Regions from separate parts of the Zea mays genome. Here regions 2 and 3 are each linked to region 1. Evidence: chromatin contacts called from public Hi-C data. All regions are on one chromosome and are shown on one strand. The core of a region is the stretch at or near the end of the contact, and the rest is flanking DNA. Distances in the headings are between cores, read along the strand shown. Region 1 holds the start of LOC100277895. Region 2 holds the start of LOC100304289 (Eukaryotic aspartyl protease family protein). Region 3 holds the start of LOC100272779 (50S ribosomal protein L21-like).

Region 1 (3,020 bases), core at 315-2,814:
CAATTGTGACAGGTGAGGCATATCCAGAGCCGCCTCCTCTCTTCACGAAAAAACGGAACACCAAGTCCTGGTATGAATTGCTATCTGGGAACTTCCCTTTCCTGTTCTTGTTCAATCCAGATTTCTCATAGTATTTCATAGCCTCGTCCACCTTTGTGTAATTATACTTCAAACCAGAAAGATTGCCCCTATAGTTGGGAGTGATTGCACTAGAACCGGCAGCGACGGCCTCACCACTTTTCAGACTTGCATTCCAGACCAGACCAGCAGAAAAGCTCCGTTGCTGTAACGACCACACTGCCGGGAACCAGAAGCTCATCCCAATTCCACACTCACCTACTGCCAAATCTGCACGGGATGGCCCCGACTTCACCACGTGACACCCTTTGAGGCAAAGCCGGCTGCTCTTCTGATCCCAGAATCCATCCACCACGACGGCCTTCTCGCCCAGCATGAAGTAGTACCTTGATAACTCTGTCTGGTTAGTGAACGCCACATAAGCACGGACAGCGCCGTCATCGTTGCAGTGCATCCGGTTGACATACATGTAGCTTTGGTGAATCCCGAGTGAAGATGCGGTCGACTCGCTGCCACTCGGGTAGTCCAACCTGAACGGCGATTTGAGCATGGAACTGAGATGGGCGCACGAGAAATTCCTATTCTCGAACACCTGGAGCGCATCAAGCCTCCCCGCAGGCGGCGGCGGGCAGGAGGCGCTCTCCCCGTACGCGTAGCCCTCCTGGGTGTAGGCGACGAGTGAGATGGGCTCGATGGGGCTGATGGTGTCAACGTTCTCGAGGCGACCGGTGACGAAGGGCCGCGTCACGTTGGCGGGGCTGGGAAAGCCGAGACGGAGCACGACGGGGAGGAAGTGCACGGGCGAGCCGTCGGCGGCGCGCCCGGACCCGGTGCCGACCATGCAGAGGTCCCCGGACCCGGTGGAGTAGTAGCCCTCCAGGCCGAAGGTGATGGAGCCGCGCCGCCCCGTGAAGCGCGGGAGGCGCGGGCGGAAGTGGCGCGCGCGGCCGTCGTACTCGAAGAGGTTCCGGCCGCCGCGGTCGCGGAACGGGCGCCGCCCGCCGGAGACGGTGAGAGTGGCGGAGACGTGGAGGAGCGAGGCGTTGGTGGTGCGGGCGACGGAGGAGGGGAGCAACGAGAAGGAGCGCGGCTGGGAGGAGGGGTCGGGGCCGAAGATGCGGTCCCCGCCGACGAAGTACCCGGTGGAGACCTCGGGGACGGGGACACGGGCGTCGGGCCCGAGCGCCGAAACTTCGCCGCCGGGCAGGTCGAGCGCGGACGGGAGGTTGGGGCAGTGGTGGGAGTAGGATAAGGTGGACAGGGAGGTATCTGCCGCCGCTACCGCGGATGCGGGGATCCGGATCAGGAGTAGGAGCAGGACCGGTAGGACGACGAGCTGCTGGTGGCTACGGTTAGCACTCGGTGGCGCCATTTGAGAGGTGGAGAGGAAGCGGGGAGTGAGATCTCGTCTCCCCCTCCCCTCGCCCATCTTCTGGTTTTTGTTCGGGCAAGGATCTCGTGCCGACGGGCGACGGGGGAGGAGAGGAGCGGCGGAAGGCTTTGACTTCGCGGGTTTAAGCTGTCGATATGTTCGATGAGATTTTTTTGTCTTACCATTTTCTGGGCTTCGGTGGGAATTTTTCTTCTCTTCCTTTTCTCACCTGACAGAAGAATGGTTGATTTTTGTTACCACATCTGTATTCTTGGTTAACAAATCTACTATACTTATTTGATATTATAAATATCAATGTTTTTTTTGTTTATATAGTCGATCAAATTTAACATACTTTGATTTAATATTGTACTAGAATTGTATTTTACGGATCAGAGAAACTGCATAGGGTTGTTAGGTATTAATTTACATCCGCCTCTAGTATTAACACAACTTTACCTATTTTTCGAACTAGGCAAAAATCTAGCTAGTCTAGCAAGGACAACTATTTTTATGAGGCTTTCAAAATCGTCTCCAAGCCTATGCTCACAATAGCTCTAGAGCGAAGATCTATTTTTTGTTGGTGTTATTTTTAGATACATCGATGATTTTTTTCTATAGCCATCTATTGTCGTGGCACAACATAAGAATATGTAAAGTACCAAAAAAATATTGAAGAGGGTGAAGGTATGAGTGACCGATGTGTTGAACCTGAGCATGACCGAGAGCGAATCTAGGATTATAGCTGGGGACTTCGGCAACAGAAGGGTCCTAAACTTAACTTGTAATAGTCCCCTTAAGATTTGCTTGCTCTAAACTAGACCCTTGGTAACACAGAGGCTCGATGTGGCTTGTTCGGTCCTTGGGACATTGGACCCTGAGGTCAGAATGGTAGACGTCAACTTTGTTGAATAGTTCCAATTATTACTGAACATAATCTTAGCGAAAGTGGTAAACAATTTATCGTATCAGGGATGACACCTTTTTAGCACCCCGAATGATGGCTTAAGAAGGAGGTTTCTAGCAGTGGGTCCTGAATAAATGGCGACGCAGAGGAACAACAAACTAGGCTAGAAAAAGCGACCCACTATATCAAAAGAGATCTAGTTTTGCTGGGGTAATGCCTCCAGACATCTTTGTCGGACCATTTAGCACATGAGCATTCCAACCTTGACCTGGCTTACTCTAGGACACACCAAACTTTATTAAACATAAGAGTAAAGTGTATTGTCGGTCCTTGAACATGGCACGTTGTGTCACTTAGGCCCTTAACTCAGAAAACCAGAAAAACATGTTCTCGAACTTTGTCGGTCCATTTAAAACCATCCAAAACCGGTTTCGCAAAATTGGATGTCGACATGGCATGCCACCTCGGAACCATTTGGGATCTCGAACTTGGTATGTTGTGTCACATGGGTCCCTGAACTTAGATGTTGTGTCACTAGGCCCCTGAACTTTCATTATTGTGTTTTAACGTGGTATGGCACGTTATTATTATGTTTTAAATGAGAGGTATACATGTTACAAAGGTACATATTTATCTTATATACCTTAGCATCATTTAGTAGTG
Region 2 (3,020 bases), core at 175-2,674, 160 kb before region 1:
AACAAAACGAACCGGAGACAGGAGGCAGGCGACAGCGCATCGGCGGCCGCGACGCCGCCCTACCTACGCCAACGTGCGCGCCACCAACGATCGGGGCGTCGCGTCGTCCAGATCGCGCGCGACGGATCGGAGAGACGCGGCCGGGGCCGGTGAAGAATAAATGTGTGGTGGTTGCCCGCTCGTCCGTCCCGGCCGGAGCCTGGACAACCTCGACCCGTACAACGTGCTGCTGCCGTGCTGCGGCTGCTTGTGGTTGGCCAATCCCTAGAATCTACTGTCACCGTGAGTCGTGTGTAGTCTACGTCTACCCTGAATGTAGTAGTAGAGGGTGAATTTCACAGGAGAGTCAGTCAAGTGCAAGAGCACAAGGCGCATGAACTCGTGCCCGCACTCACTAGCAGCCCCAGCAATCAGGAGCAGAGCCTGCCGAGCGAAGCAAATTGAATGCCATGCCGCGGCGAGACCGGCAGGAGGAGGAGGAGCACGGTTAAAAAGCTGCGCGAGTAATGGCGCGCGCGAGGTGAGGTCCCGACCCACCCGCTCGCTCACCAACCAACACGGCAACACTTACTACTGCTGCTGCGGTGGTGCCTGTTCTTGGGGAATGGAAATGGGGAGATGGTGAGGTACTGACCGGTAGTCGTAGGCGCAGGGACTAGCCGGCGACGAGCAGTTGGCGAGAGAGAAGGGCACGTAGGAGGTGCAGGTGTCGGAGGAGCACGCGAGGGGCGCCCACGACCTGGACTCGGAGGCGCGGAACTCGCGCGCCGGCGGGTCCGAAGCCGGTGGTCCAGCAGCGCCGCGGCACTTGACCCAGGTGAGGTCGCTGCCGGTGTCCGCCACCAGCACGAACGGCTGCGCGGGGGTGCCCACGCGGAAGCGCACGAAGTACTGGCCCGTGCCGGTGTAGGCCCCCGACGAGAGCGGCATGGCGAAGGCGGACGCGCCCACGTCGGCGGCGCGGCGCCGGCGGGACGCCAGCTGCGACCGGATGTACGCGTGGCGGCGCGCGTCGTCCCTCGCGCGCTCGCCCAGGGACGCGCCCGGCGCGGCGGGGACGAGGTCCAGCCGCGGCCGCGCCGGCTTCGGCTTCCTCCCGCCGCGCTGCCGCTGCTGGTGCTGTCGCCCGCCGCCCGACGCTGCCGCTGCCGCCGCGGCCAGCACGAGCAGCGCTAGTAGCAGCAGGTGGCCGCGCGACGCCATTTCTTGATCCTTGCTTGGCTTGCGGCCTCCTTCGATCCGATCCCTTCACGCCGTCACACGATGGCAACGGCGGACGACCCACGACGATGTTCCGCTGCTACGTACTGGGAAGAGGAGCAGCAGCGGGCATTTCGGCCTCCGCGCGAGCGTTGTCGGGTCGCGTGCTCGGCTGCTCGTGTTTACTCAGTCGAAGAAGAGGGAGGTGGCCGGAGCGGAGCAGAGTTTTTGGCTGCGTCCGTGACGGCGAAGCGGGGGAGACGTCGTCTTTTATAAACAAAATGGCTGGCGCTCTGCCCGTGGATTGGGTTGGGTCGGATCGTGCGCGCTTCGCTGGCGTTTGGCAAGCGCGACTGATTGGCGGCCGGGTCGAGCGAGCCAGGATGATAGATGATCTCCTTTCCTTCTTCCTGGTTCCTGCCCGCCGGAGATTTGCTCGCTGTCCGCCGTGGGCCATGGGCCCGGCCGCTCTAGTTGCCAGGCATGTTATGTTCGTGTGGGCCTCACATTCGAGTCCATCCATGGAAATCTTACGGCAGTAACGGCTATCTTATCGCGACAGAAATCCAGCTCTGCAAGATCACCGGCTGGCTGGTTTCAGGGCGGGGGGGAAGGAATCGAAAGGTAGGCAACAATGCGATCTGCAGAAGATGATTTCGCCCGGGTCCGGTCCTCCGGATGCCCGTTGGCAGCTACTAGCTAGGACGGCGAGCAAGCCGGATTCGCCGTCCTGATTGGCGATTCCGATCAGATCAGTTCCCCCAATCAGCACCTACTCCTTCGGTCCTTCCTACTCACACTATGCGCTGAACCAGGACAGACGCAGGTGCAGAGCTGCTAGTGCCCTGACTACATGCACACTCGATCGGTCGTTGGCGTGGTGCCGTGGTGGGGCCGTAATACTGTCTGGACGTGCCAAATCTCTGTCCGGACCAGCAGCTGCTGTGCTACTGTAGATTACATGGCTGGGCTCCGCGCGCACATTGGTCGTTGTGCCACCCATGCCGTGCCACGTTGCGCGCCCAGGTGTGCATGCACGTCCGCAGCCGCAGGTGACAGTGAGTCAGTGACACACAGGCGGCCCCTGTCATCGTTTGCAGTTTGCTCCGGTGAGCGACCGATCCAGCGTTGGCTGCGTGGGCCGTGGGCACAGGCATGCTGCTTGTTGGCTTCCCAGGAGCCCGGAGTCTTTTCTTTTGGTGACGCAAGCAAGGAGGCGACAAGTGGCACGTCGATCGACCAATGACGCGGCTGCACATTCGTTGCCCTTGCCCGCGTCGACAAGGGGCGGTGACGCATGCGCGCCGCCACGCGGCCGCTGCCGTTACGCTTGGCGGAGGTAGCCTCACGAGATAGAGATGACCGGCACAAGGGAGAGGAGAGGAGACACCGACCCAGCCCAATCGATGGACAGCACGCGCACACAACGACCAAGCTAAAACGTACAGTACAGGTGTTTGTTGAAATCCGTCCGTAAGCTTACTACACGCCTCGACATCTATCTTCCTGTCACGCACACGTTAGTTATGTACAGCACACACGCGTGCAGTGTGTTTGAATTTAGGCCATCCCGTATTTAATTTATCCATAGATAACCTACGAAAACAGATAAGTTGGCGGTGCTGTAACAGCACAGGATAAGGCTAGCTCCAACAAGGCACGGTAAGACTGTCTCCAACAGCACCCTTAGGGTCCTGTCCTCTAAATATAGAGGACTGTCAGGTCCCCTACGGCTCCAGCAAGGCACTCTATACCGTCCTCTAAATTTTAGAGGATGTGGCAGACACTCTAAATGTGGAGGGCTCCGGTAGTGCGCTATC
Region 3 (3,020 bases), core at 279-2,778, 140 kb after region 1:
TTAACTTTTTTTTATGTATACATATGTATTATACACTATATATACATATTTTTTAACAAAAATCTTGGGTATTTAATTGAATACCCATAAATTGAGGTGGGCCCGCCCCTGCCTATAGTGCAAAGCAGTTTCAACATAAATTTGAGCAGAATCAGGGGCGGAGGAGCCAATGTTGCTCCATATTGCCTAAGCAATACCTTACTTTCGTCCAGCACAAATATTAAACCAAAAAAAATAGCTCTAAACACCAAGTGCCAAAACCCACACACACGACAGCTCACCTGAAACCGTTCCTGGCATGATTTGAAGAGATATTTTATTTTAGTTAAAGTTGTAGTGGAAGTGAACAAAGTACACGGGCTAGTGGAGTATAAGCTTATTATGAACCTGAAGTAGAGATGGTAGAAGAGATTGCACATGTTCCACAAAATACACATGTGTTAAGAGGACAACGGTGAGGAAGTTAACCGTAAAAATAGAAAGTATATTATTGTTAACTCTTTTTATTTTTCGCAGATTTTTTGTACTATATTATAATTGATAAAAAATGTACATTGATCCCCTCCTATTTTCTTGCGACACTACTTGAGCTACACCTTGTTTTTCTCACGTCCTCCACCACTGAGCAGAATTACAATGGTCCAAGCCCTAGTACATAAAGAGAGCTATATCACCGGGGTTCCACTGCAAGCAGGAAATTCTAGATACCATTACACGATCAAGTATAGCAACATTTTTCTATTGCGTTATATACGATGATAATACATGAAACAGGGAAGAACACAAAGCTTCCATACTGAAAAGCAACATCAAACAGCGCAACTAAATCACACAAGCCACAGCCTCAATGTATACAAGCCAGTCAGGTCGCACTAGAAGCGCAATTTTTACCTTGTCGTTCACATCACAGAACTTCAACCTCTCCGTGAAGATTGAGTCGCCATTGCTCACCTTGAATTGATGCGAGCCGATCTGCAGCGAGAAACAAGCACACACGCAGTCACGCATTAGATCCAAACCCCAGCCTCAAATATCGAAAGACAGGCCAAATGGAGCAGACCTGTACGATGGCGAAGACGGGCTCGTAGGGCTTGAAGGGTTTCTCGTCAGCCCCGAGCGGTGCGAGCACCTTGTAGCCGATCTCCGCCGCCTCCGCTACCTTCTCCTCTTCCGTCTTCCCGCTCGGTTTCTTCGCCGCCACCGCCTCCTCATCGTCCCCCCATTCCCCCTCGCTATCCTCCTCGTCGTAGTGTTCTTCTTCGTCTTCATATTCGTCGTCCTCGTCGCCGGAGGAGCGGGTCGCGAAGTGGCAGCGCGAGAGGTAGTACAGCCGAGGGGAGGGGAGGGCCCCGGGAGCTGGGGGGCCGAGGGCCTCGGACGAAGTGGTCAGGGTTCTTGTCGCGATCGAGCCCGGTGCAAAAGGTTGAGATCTCTGAGGGACGAGGCGGCTCGAGAGTAGGCGGAGGAGGCAGCGCCGCGACGCCATGGCTGCGGCGACGGCGGAGGCAGGGGAACGGAGGGCACGAAAGTGTAGAAATGGAAATACTCGGTGACAGCGGTTTTGACGAGACTACACAGTGATAGATCAGACTACACATAACACAGTGACAGATCAGACAATCCCGATTAAAGGCGTCCAATGAGAGCCATGTCCAATCCAAGCAAAAAATTCAAATATCAAACCACACACGTCCCTGATCTAAAATAAATGTATATCTTATTTCACGGGAAATCAAATACTTTTGAATTTAACTAAACATATATTAGTGTGACATAACCGAGGCCCTCTTTTGCAGTGATAAAAAACTGTCAAAACGAAAGGTAACGGAAAACGGTAAAGTTAAAACTGATTTTGGTCAGACGACAACAAATTTGTCAGTATTTACCGTTCTTTGAGAAACCCAAACCCTGCCAAAAAGAGATAAGGCGCTTTTGGCAAAATATGGCCTAAGTGAATCTCTCCTACTAAATAAAGTCAGGTGGTGAAACCAAAACCATTCCAAATAGAACTAAGTTAAAATGTGAAGAACATTACATAGCCAAGTAGCATATTGCCACAGTATATTTGCTTTGAACAAAGGAAACAAATCGATCATTTGTAGCATGTGCTATCTGGTTCGACACATTTGCATCTATAACCAAAACCATCGAGGACTCCAACATGACCAGACGGCCAGCCAAATTTCTTCCTGTCGATCTCAACGAGCAAGGCCAGCAGAGCCTCGCACACATCTCGCTTGCATCGGCCTCATCGCTACACATCTTAAGCGTGGGGTAAACCATCCACGCGTGGTCCAGCCTTCTCTCGGGCCTCACCACCACCAACCCAGGCACCTCGGCATCACGCCTCGTCACCAGCCCGGTGCTCCTCTCCCCATAGTGCAGCCGCAGGTGGAGGGCCGTAAGCCCATGACCACCATGGCTGCCGACACATCGATGAAGTCCTTTGAAGAGCTCACCGACGGGAAGTTTGTGCTTGGTGATGCAGTCCTTTGTCTTAACATGTGTGAGGCGTGCTCCAAGGCCCTGATGTCACCCTGCAATTGTTCGTCTGTTTTTGAAACTGAAATGGGTGAGATAATTATTAAACAATTTTGTGAACAATATATTTGGCCGAGAAACAGTTCGTGATAGACCTTGATTAGTTTGCATACCATGAGCTCCATGATCCTCCTTGTATCCTTTTCAGGGATCAGGCCTTCTCGAAAGATATCAGAGGCGACCGGGGTGCCACCATATGGGCTCAGAACCAACGCCAGGCCAGTAGTAACCTTACCCTTGAGCTCAGACCAGTACAAGAAAAGAAAGAGCTGCAGCTGCATCAACTCCACCTTTGATATGGACAAGGAGCAGAACCTGCTTACCAGATCGCAAGTAGAGCTCCTCAATGTATTGTTTTCAGTTCCCATGCGTTGTTCTCTACTGACGCCTAAGTGAAAGGAATAGCAGTACGAGATACTAGTACAAGCAGCAACAGCTTCAACAAAAAATATGAAGCAAGAATGCAACCTAGCACTAGA

Evidence for each region. Hi-C and Micro-C count contacts between places; a contact is called where the count stands out from the background.
Region 2: a Hi-C map of tassel shows a contact between it and region 1, with 4 times the contacts expected there. The contact joins the promoter of LOC100304289 here to the promoter of LOC100277895 in region 1. A contact is called at or near these places in 5 of 25 Hi-C or Micro-C datasets (ear, endosperm, leaf and 1 more).
Region 3: a Hi-C map of tassel shows a contact between it and region 1, with 2.3 times the contacts expected there. The contact joins the promoter of LOC100272779 here to the promoter of LOC100277895 in region 1. A contact is called at or near these places in 4 of 25 Hi-C or Micro-C datasets (ear, endosperm, leaf and 1 more).

The regions. Positions count from the first base shown.
Region 1 is chr8:68,606,705-68,609,724 of Zm-B73-REFERENCE-NAM-5.0, forward strand. LOC100277895 reads right to left here and starts at 1,565. Exons shown (of 1, transcript NM_001151344.2): 1 at 1-1,565. The coding sequence starts at 1,507.
Region 2 is chr8:68,443,760-68,446,779 of Zm-B73-REFERENCE-NAM-5.0, forward strand. LOC100304289 (Eukaryotic aspartyl protease family protein) reads right to left here and starts at 1,425. Exons shown (of 2, transcript NM_001165731.2): 1 at 635-1,425. The coding sequence starts at 1,203. It overlaps LOC118473102 (a long non-coding RNA gene), which reads left to right and starts at 2,977. Exons shown (of 2, transcript XR_004851958.1): 1 at 2,977-3,020.
Region 3 is chr8:68,746,309-68,749,328 of Zm-B73-REFERENCE-NAM-5.0, forward strand. LOC100272779 (50S ribosomal protein L21-like) reads right to left here and starts at 1,529. Exons shown (of 5, transcript NM_001147232.2): 1 at 1,061-1,529; 2 at 892-972. The coding sequence starts at 1,486. It also overlaps the pseudogene LOC109941512.